2 separate regions of the Gossypium hirsutum genome follow, and region 1 is linked to region 2. A link is a contact called in public Hi-C data. All regions are on one chromosome and are shown on one strand. Each heading gives the region's core, a stretch centred on a gene start, on an enhancer-like site or on the middle of the called end of the contact. The rest is flanking DNA. Distances are from core to core; before and after follow the strand shown. Region 1 holds the start of LOC107942268 (calcium/calmodulin-regulated receptor-like kinase 1). Region 2 has its middle 34 kb from the start of LOC107940012.

Region 1 (4,540 bases), core at 1,452-3,951, 170 kb after region 2:
TAATTTTTGTAAATATTAAAAGGTATATGTGTTGTTGTTTAAAAGAATTGGGTTTGGTTGAAATTAAGACTTAATCCATATAGTTGGCTCGTTTTCATTATCCATTTATACTAAAAGTCATTTAATTTTGACTCATTAATCTATTTTAATATTTAAATTATTTTTTTTCATTTTATCCTAAAAAATAATCACATCCAATAAAAATATATCACAAACCATATTTAGACAAATTAAAAGTAAAATAAAATCAATATAAAAATATATATATATAATTTAGGGGCCAGATGCTTTAAATATTTAAGCCTGGTAACATTATTCTAAAGTAAAACCTCTTGTCATATGTCTTATTGAGATCATTTGCATTTTTAAAATGGGTGATGTACTTTCACCTTCAAATATTCATATTATTATATATTTTGTTCAACTTTATACTCATTTTATATTAAATTAAATCAATCGTGATCATAACCTGATGGCCCAATAGAATCCTGACTATCACCTTCTATTTATTTTTGTGTTGTCAATATTATTTTTAAAAGCATTTTTTCCATTCAATAAAATGTCAAAATCCTACCCCATTACATAAATAAATAAGGTCTCAATATATCTACCAATACCTCATTACGGTGGGCTGGACTGAGAGTTGGATGAAGGTAAAAATGATAGGGGTATTTGCAAGTCAAGGTCACAAAGAAATGAAGAGGTCTCCCATTATTAAGTCAGTATGAGTTGTAGAGTGAAAATAGAGTAGAGGAGTGTAAGGGAAAAAGGTTATACCCGAAAATAATGTCGGGAGTTGATACTTATAGCTTATTATTGGGTTATCTTTGTGTTCAGATTTAATAACTAACCAATAATTGAATGTGAATGATGCAACTTTTTCTATTTAGTAAGTTTATTACAAATTCATTGTACATGCTTATTTGGTGGCAGTAGTGAAAAATTGATTATATGATTTCTTCAGTTTTTAAGAAATCATGTATTAGTATAATGGTAAAAGTTGACTTTTAACTCTCAATTAATTTCATTTTTTGACCCAAAATAGTGTTCTAACATCATCCTTATCCTCAACCTTTTAAATCTCTATTTGGATGCTAACTGAAGAGGAGAACAATAATTCCATTGAATGTTTTGAACAATAATGGAATTCATTGGGAAATTAAATGGTTTAGATATTGAAGATATAAGGAAGTGGTTTAGTTGAAAAATAAAAAGACCTTATTTATTACTTTGAATTTATACCCAAAATGTCATATCTTTTGTTTTTACATTTTTATTATTCAAACTATTCCATTTGTTTTGAATAAATAAATAGACTTGATAAAATGAAAAAAAATATTATATTTAATTTTTTCATTTAAAAGAATTAATAAATTTCTTCTTTTTTTATCTATATTTATGGAATTTAATTATTCCATTCAAATTAGGTGCATTAGGTTGACTGTTACCCACTGCCTCCTAAATGTGCAAGTAGCTCTCTTAAAAATCAACCACCACTTACTTTTCTCTTTTCCTTATCATGTAATAATTTATTATATAAGGTTTAGTTAAACTAATTTCATCAATAATTCTCAAATGTTTTAGAGAAAAATCAATAGTAGATTTTTAAATATATTATAAAGAAAATGGTAGCAGTGATTTTTAATTACACAAAGAGACTTTCACATATCTTAAAAAAAAAAAACTACCCTCTCAATATATCAAATAATAATAATTTACTGTTTGGTAAACAGTTAAATGGAAATTATCCAAAACCAATAGGTGTCTTAAAAAAAAGTGTTTGCCTAATAAGTAAACTTCAATTCCACCCTAACCTCACACATTCAAACCCAATGTGCCTTTGGACCAACAACTCACCAATATGCCTTCACCTTAAGGGTATTCTTTTTCAGTAATTCAACATAATAATTTCATAAGGGATTCACAGGTCAATTTTGCATTTAATCCACTCCATTAATTTTTTATTCCTTAATATCTAATATAATCATCATCACTATTCTAATGTACATGAAATGTAAAATCGCAATTAAATATGCATCGAATATTAATAGACGAAAAAGCAATAGAATAGAGTCAAACCCGTGGTTTACGTGATTTAAGATTCAAATTTTAATAATGACATATAAATAAATTAATTTTGTATACGTTCAAGTGTAAAATCATGTAAAATAATTTATTTGGCCCTTCAATTTTATAAAAAAAACTTATTTTAGTCATTTATTTAAAATTTTCTCTCTTTTAACCCTTAAACTTGCACTGTTTATCAAATCACCCCAAAATGGATAACAAAATTGATATTTGTTAACTTTGATGACGTGGCATCCACGTGGTCATAAGTAATTAATTAATTTTTAAAATTAATTTTTATTAACTTTTCTATCCATTTTGAGGTGATTTGATAAATAATACAAGTTTAAGGACAAAAAAGAAGAAATGAAGGACTAAAATGACTTTTTATAAAATTTGAGGGTGAAATAAGTCATTATACCTATATAAAAACTTAAATAATATAATTAGATAGGGATGATAATTTTGAATCCCGGAAATTAATCAAAACATAAATTATGAAAGGAAAGAGATGGAGTACATACTTGTACAAAAAGAAATGTGCTCAAAATATCAATTTCTTCCTCGAAAGGGTAAAATTGAACATCAAAGGCCACGTTTAAGAACCCAAAAATAATTTCTCCTTCACTCCAGTCCCGCGTTTATTATACAAACGGCGAGTCACGTTTATTTATTTATTTATTAATATACTTAATTTTTAGAAAGAACAATCTCTCCAACAAATACCAGTGTTGTTTTTTTCCCAACTTTCAGAAAAATCTTTCCTCCTCAGTTCTCAAAGTCTAATATTCTTTCTTTAAAATCCCCTCTCACTCAAAAGATTTTCTTGTCACTGCTCTTCTTTTCTATTTGTTTCCCCCCTCGTTGCTCCAAAGAGAACATGTAACTGAAGAAATGTATTTTTTTTCGTATACTAGAAAAGGTAGCTTTAAAAGTTAATTTATTTTGGTTTATTTCTTCATCAATGCATCGAATTTCACTTTTTTTTTATAGGAAAAGATTCTGGATTTTTTTTTTCAAAATTTCCGGGCTTGTTGTCACTTGTCATACTTTCATGGGTTAGAAGTTCTCTGTTTCTGGGTTTTTTTTCTCCTTCTCCCTTTTCCTTTCTTGCTTTGCACTCTGTTTGGTTGGTGAGAAAGCTTAGGAAATAGAAGTTGGAAACTGAAAGTGAAAGAAAGAGTTAGGTTTTACTTAAAAGCTCTTTGCTTTCTTGAAACTTTTTTTGGACTTCTTAAACTCTTTTTTCTTAGTAACCATACAGATCAGTTTTGTTATTCTTTTTTTTTTTAAATATGTAATCAGCAGAAATTTTCAGTTTTTTTTTGTCCATAATAATTAATAGGTTTCTGACCAATGTTAATCGGATCAAGTATATATTTTTTTTCAAATCACAAAGCTTTAGGAAAATTATTGGCTTTCTTTCTCTCTCTCTTTTTTTTTTTCTTTTCCGAATTTTGTTTCCTGGGCTTCTTTCCAATCGGTTTCTTCTCACATTTATGTGAATTTGAGTAGTTTTGGTACAAAACTATTCATATATAAGACTAAAAGTTGTTCTTTTGTCATGTATATCACTTTTGACTTTTATTCCATTTGCTGTGATAAATGCCATGAAATGAAAGTTCTAAACTTGACCTTCTAGTTTTAGTAAATATTAGCATTATTTGACTCAGATTTGTATTCCAGTTTTTTTTTTTTAATTTTTTCTTTTCTTATTGTCATTTTGTTGATGGTTTAGAATTGGCTTGATTTGACGCTAGAATTGTATTTGCAGTTGTTTCAATGGACTGGAGGCTTGAATAGCAAATAATAAAAAATAGTAGATATGAGAGGGGAATCATCTGGTTTGGTCATTGGGATTTCTATAGGAGTGGTGATTGGTGTGCTTTTAGCTATTTTTGCACTGTTTTGTATAAGGTATCATAGAAAGAGATCCCAGATAGGGAACAGCAGTTCCAGGAGAGCTGCAACTATTCCTATAAGGGCTAATGGAGCTGATTCTTGTAACATGTTATCCGATTCAACTATGGGTCCTGAGTCACCTGTGAAATGTGGGAGAAATGGAATGTCTATGTGGCTTGAAGGGCTTAGAAGAAGCAATGTTGTCTCTGTGTCTGGAATACCTGAGTATTCATACAAGTATGTTTCTTTTGAAACTTATTGTACTTACGCATCATTAACAAAATGTTTCTTTCTTTAGGTTTATGTATTGTGTTCATGAGTCGACAAGATGTGTTAGTAATTAGTTTGTTTTGTTATCCATGTGATATGATAAATGATTTAATGGCTGTGGGAAGTTACTTTGGTGGTCCATTCATAAATAACTTTGATTAGTTTCATCATGCCTTGTATTTGTGTCCAAAGTAGATAGCTTGATAGGAATTTTCAAGGAATTCCAATTTTGGAACCTGTGAAGTTGTTTGTTTTCAGTAAAAGTGAGCATTCTTGATCAGAAACTAACTGAATTTCTTTC
Region 2 (4,121 bases), core at 465-2,964:
GAAATAATCTTTCAGTTAAACTCTGTTTATTTGTTTCAATCAAACTCTGAGTAGTCTAGATTATTTTATTATTATTTGACCTATGAATTTAGCCTATAAATAGGCTCTTTTACAACCTTAGAAAATACACCCATTAGAGATTAGAACTCATAACACATTTAGAGAATTTTGTGTTTATGTTTTGAGGGTTCTTTGTTTTCGAGTTTCCGGGGTTTAGTTTTTATCTCCATCTTTTGTACTCTTCGTTCTTTTGTCATTATAGTAAAATTATCTTTGCCCGTGATTTTTTATCCTCTTTGGAGGGGCTTTTCCATATTAAATTTGTGTGTTCAATTTCTCAATTTATTCCGCTATTTTTTTTACTTGTTGCTTAATCGAGTCGTTCCTAACAAAAACAAATTAAATGTTAAACATGTTATATAAGACCCAAAACCTAAATCTCATGCCATAATTTAATAATAAAATAATATAGTCTCTAAATAACAAAGTAGAATATTTTAAATTCTTTTTATTTTATTTTATTTCTTTTAATATTATATTTATTTAAATAATTTAGCTTTAAAATTTTAAAAATACATTTATCAAACAATCTAATAGTATTCCATACTTAATTTAAAAATATATATTAAATAGATTTTATAAATTAAATTAAATACTTAATTAATTAAATGAGTTGTTTTGGGGGACACTAACATTCCATATTGATTACGATGAAGAGCACGGAGTACGAAGGTGGCGATGAGGGTGATTTGGTGAATTGCTCAACAAAGAAAGTACCAATTCGGGGAATAGAGGAAGACTGGGATGTTGTGATGGATACAACACTAGTTGCTGAAAAGTTCCTTTCTTGGAAAGACCAACTGGTAGGTATGGGACTCCGAGCAGATGAGAGAACAACAACTTCGGATGGGTTGGATGGAGCAAAAGAATTCAGACTGTTAAAGGAGGATGTGGAGCGCTCGTTGGTCAATGGTATTCCTTCGATTAATTTTTCAGAACGCGTACACCAAATCCTTATCAAACACATGGAACACATAGTAGTAATCAAACTTTTGGGAAGAAGTATAGGGTACGCTGCACTTTAGAACAAGGTTTTTTTCACTCTGGAAATCACCTCAATCGTTCCGTTTAATAGATGTGGAGCATGATTAATCTTTAGCCAAATTTAAGAACTCGAAGGATTACGAGAGAGTCTTGTGTTATGGTCCTTGAGCCGTGTTTGGGTAGTACTTAACAGTACAGTCATGGACTATGGGTTTTAATCCAGCTCAGCCGTATCTAAGCACGGTTATGGCATGGATCCGACTTCCTACGTTACTGGGCATATGTATAAGCTACAAATCTTACGGGAAATAGGGGGATGATCGAGAAAGTTGCAAAATTTGATTTCAATACGGACAACAGCGTTAGGGGGAGGTTTGCAAGAATAGTAGTGTTCATCAATTTGGATAGGGCTTTGATCACTCAAGTCTTGGTAAAAAGAGTTATTCAGTGGATTGAATATGAATACTTACTGATCGTTTGTTTGTTGTGCGACTACTATGGGCATGTGAAGGAGATCTGCCCTAAGGAAGCAACGGGGCCGGAGGAATTTGGCATAGGCATTACAGGGAATAGGAGAGAACAGAGGCAAATTTCAAAGGAAAATAAAGAAGTCGCAGCGCCAAATCTATGCACCTATAGGCCGTGGATGCTTGCCGAGAGGTGGGGCAGACGCACTTTGAGAATGGAAAGGAAGGACAGTGGTGAGACTTAGGCACAATTGGCGGACAACTCTAGGTTCCAGGTTTTGGAAAACCTAGTTGGGGAAGAAGATTCGCAGGTTCATGTGGTTGGGTCAAAAGTGGACCTAGGCCAAAGCTAGCGGCAAAATGCTGGGTCAAGCTTGGCTACCCAAGCATCGGGCAATCTTTGGATCGCCAGTAAGTTTACGCTAAAGATCGACGAAGCCAAACTAAGACAAGGACATTTGGCTCTAGAAAAAGGCAGGTCAGTGGATGTCACCTGCCATAATAGCCAACCAAGGATAGGGGATTTGTAGGAAATCTAAGCGATTCTGACGGTAGGTGTTCTTGACGCTGCAAAACATTTGGTGGTCATTTTTAAAGAGAACATCCAACATAGAACTGGGGGACCATACAAAGAAGCAGAACCATTACAATAGGACATCTAATAGAATTTTCTTCGGCGCAAGGTAGTGTGAAGGCCAATGGTAGCCGAAAAGGTAAGAAGCTCAAGAAAGTCATTAAGGAAAAAGGTAGCCCTTTTAAGGCTTCTCCCTGAAAACTCCCACTTGTTGAATCAATTAGCAACATGGTCAAGTTACTACAAAGCCAGTTCCAGCGGGGGTTGGTGAACGAAGTTCCCAAAGTGATGGATGAAAAGTCAGGAGAGCAGGTAAGAGCTGGTCAGTAATTGTAAGGACATTTATTCATTTACTGTGCTTTTTAATAATGAACTCTTCACTTTCAATATTTTCTTAGAATTTTCAATAATGCGTGAGTGAGAAGTTTCCTTGCATTTTTAGAGAATATAATATGGAGCATAAGCCATATATTATTAGCTTGTTAAAACCAAAAGTCAGTGGCCACAAAGCTGATGAGATAAATGCAAAATTAAGGCTGCACTACTCCTATCAGGTAGAAGCTTGGGGGTTCTTAGGGGGGATCTGGATTGGTTGGAAAAACTTAGTTAGTCTTGAAATTATCCGAAACCACCCTCAATTCATCCTAGCATGAGTTTCTTTCAGAATTCCCATACAAACAGTCCTAATTGTTTTCGTGTATGGAAGCCCAAATAGAACAAAGAGAATATTGCTATGGGAAGCATTAAAAGAGACTATACCTACCACCATTGTCCCCTAGAATGATAAAAAAAGAATGAGTACTATTAGAAGACGACGTCCTTACTTTGGGGAGCTTGTTGAAGCAAACAACCTACATGATTTGGGATTTTGGAGGCCATCCTTCACATGGCAAAGAGAAGGGGTATTTGAAAGGCTAGACCGAGAATTTAGTAATGCTTCTTGGATTCAAAATTTCCCAAAGTATCTCGAGTACTATATCCGAATTATGGGAATACAATGGGGACATGTCTAAAACTCTGGGAAAGCTTACTGTGGGACTAAAAAAGTGGAACAAAAAAATTTAAGGACATATTAGAGCCTGTAAGCTATAATTAGTGCAGTCCTTAAGTAAGATCCAGCAAAAGATGAAAAATGATGAATTTAGACGCACTAACACAAAAAGAGATGGAGATAAAAGAGAAGTTTTAAGAAGTGCTTAACCATGAAGAGCTACTTTGGAAGCAAAAATCACTATGTGAATGGCTTAAGTTATGGGAAATGAACACAAAGTTTTTTCATAGTAGGGCAATCCACAGACGAAAGGTCAACCACATCAGTGCACCGTAATGCGAGTGGAGATTGGTTATATGATCCAGATGAGATTCAATTAGAAGAAGTATGGTATTTCCAAAAGCTATATGGAGAAAATCCAAACAGGACAAGCGACTTACCCCCTAGCCGCTTTCCCCAACTAGGCCAAAAAGACAGATTTTTTAAGTAAAGAAGTCTCAAACAATGAAATTAAAAAGGCCTTTTTTTTTGTTTGGCTCCTTTAAAAGCCCTAGGAAGTAATTGGTACCATGCTTTCTTCTTCCAAAACCAATGGAACTATATTGGGAGTGCAGTTTGTGATTGGGTCAAGGACGTTTTCAGAGGCAAGCCTATTGATCATGAGTTAAATAATAGACTTATTGTGCTTATACCGGAAAGTCGCTCAACCTGAGGAGATATCTCATTTTAGACCCATTAGTCTCTGCTTAGTTCTTTATAAGTTAGTTATGAAAATTATAGCCAACAGGTTCAAGGTGGTATTCCCAAATATCATTTCACAAAAATAAGTCAGGTTTATTACTGGTCGAAATATTTTTGATAGTATTATCATTACTCAAGAAGTCATCTATTCCATGCGAGGGAAGAATAGGAAGTGGATGATAGTTAAAATAGATCTAGAAAAAGCCTATATTATGGTCCGTTGCGACTTTATTGATAACTTTATTCAGGCAGCAGGTATTCCAGACTTTCTACAAAATGTAATTATGTCAGCTATCTCGACGCC

Evidence for each region. A called contact is a pair of places that touch in the nucleus more often than the background predicts.
Region 1: a Hi-C map of leaf shows a contact between it and region 2, with 2.3 times the contacts expected there. The contact joins the promoter of LOC107942268 here to the enhancer-like site in region 2. A contact is called at or near these places in 8 of 34 Hi-C or Micro-C datasets (anther, leaf and petal).

Annotation. Positions count from the first base shown.
Region 1 is chrD01:9,287,628-9,292,167 of Gossypium_hirsutum_v2.1, forward strand. It overlaps LOC107942268 (calcium/calmodulin-regulated receptor-like kinase 1), which reads left to right and starts at 2,702. Exons shown (of 8, transcript XM_016875897.2): 1 at 2,702-2,989; 2 at 3,842-4,206. The coding sequence starts at 3,893.
Region 2 is chrD01:9,114,362-9,118,482 of Gossypium_hirsutum_v2.1, forward strand. No RefSeq gene overlaps it. Among protein-coding and RNA genes, the nearest start is that of LOC107940012, 34 kb to the left of the region's middle. Within about 2 kb of position 1,715, at least 6 of the 9 cell types and tissues checked have an H3K27ac peak or open chromatin away from gene starts, as enhancers often do.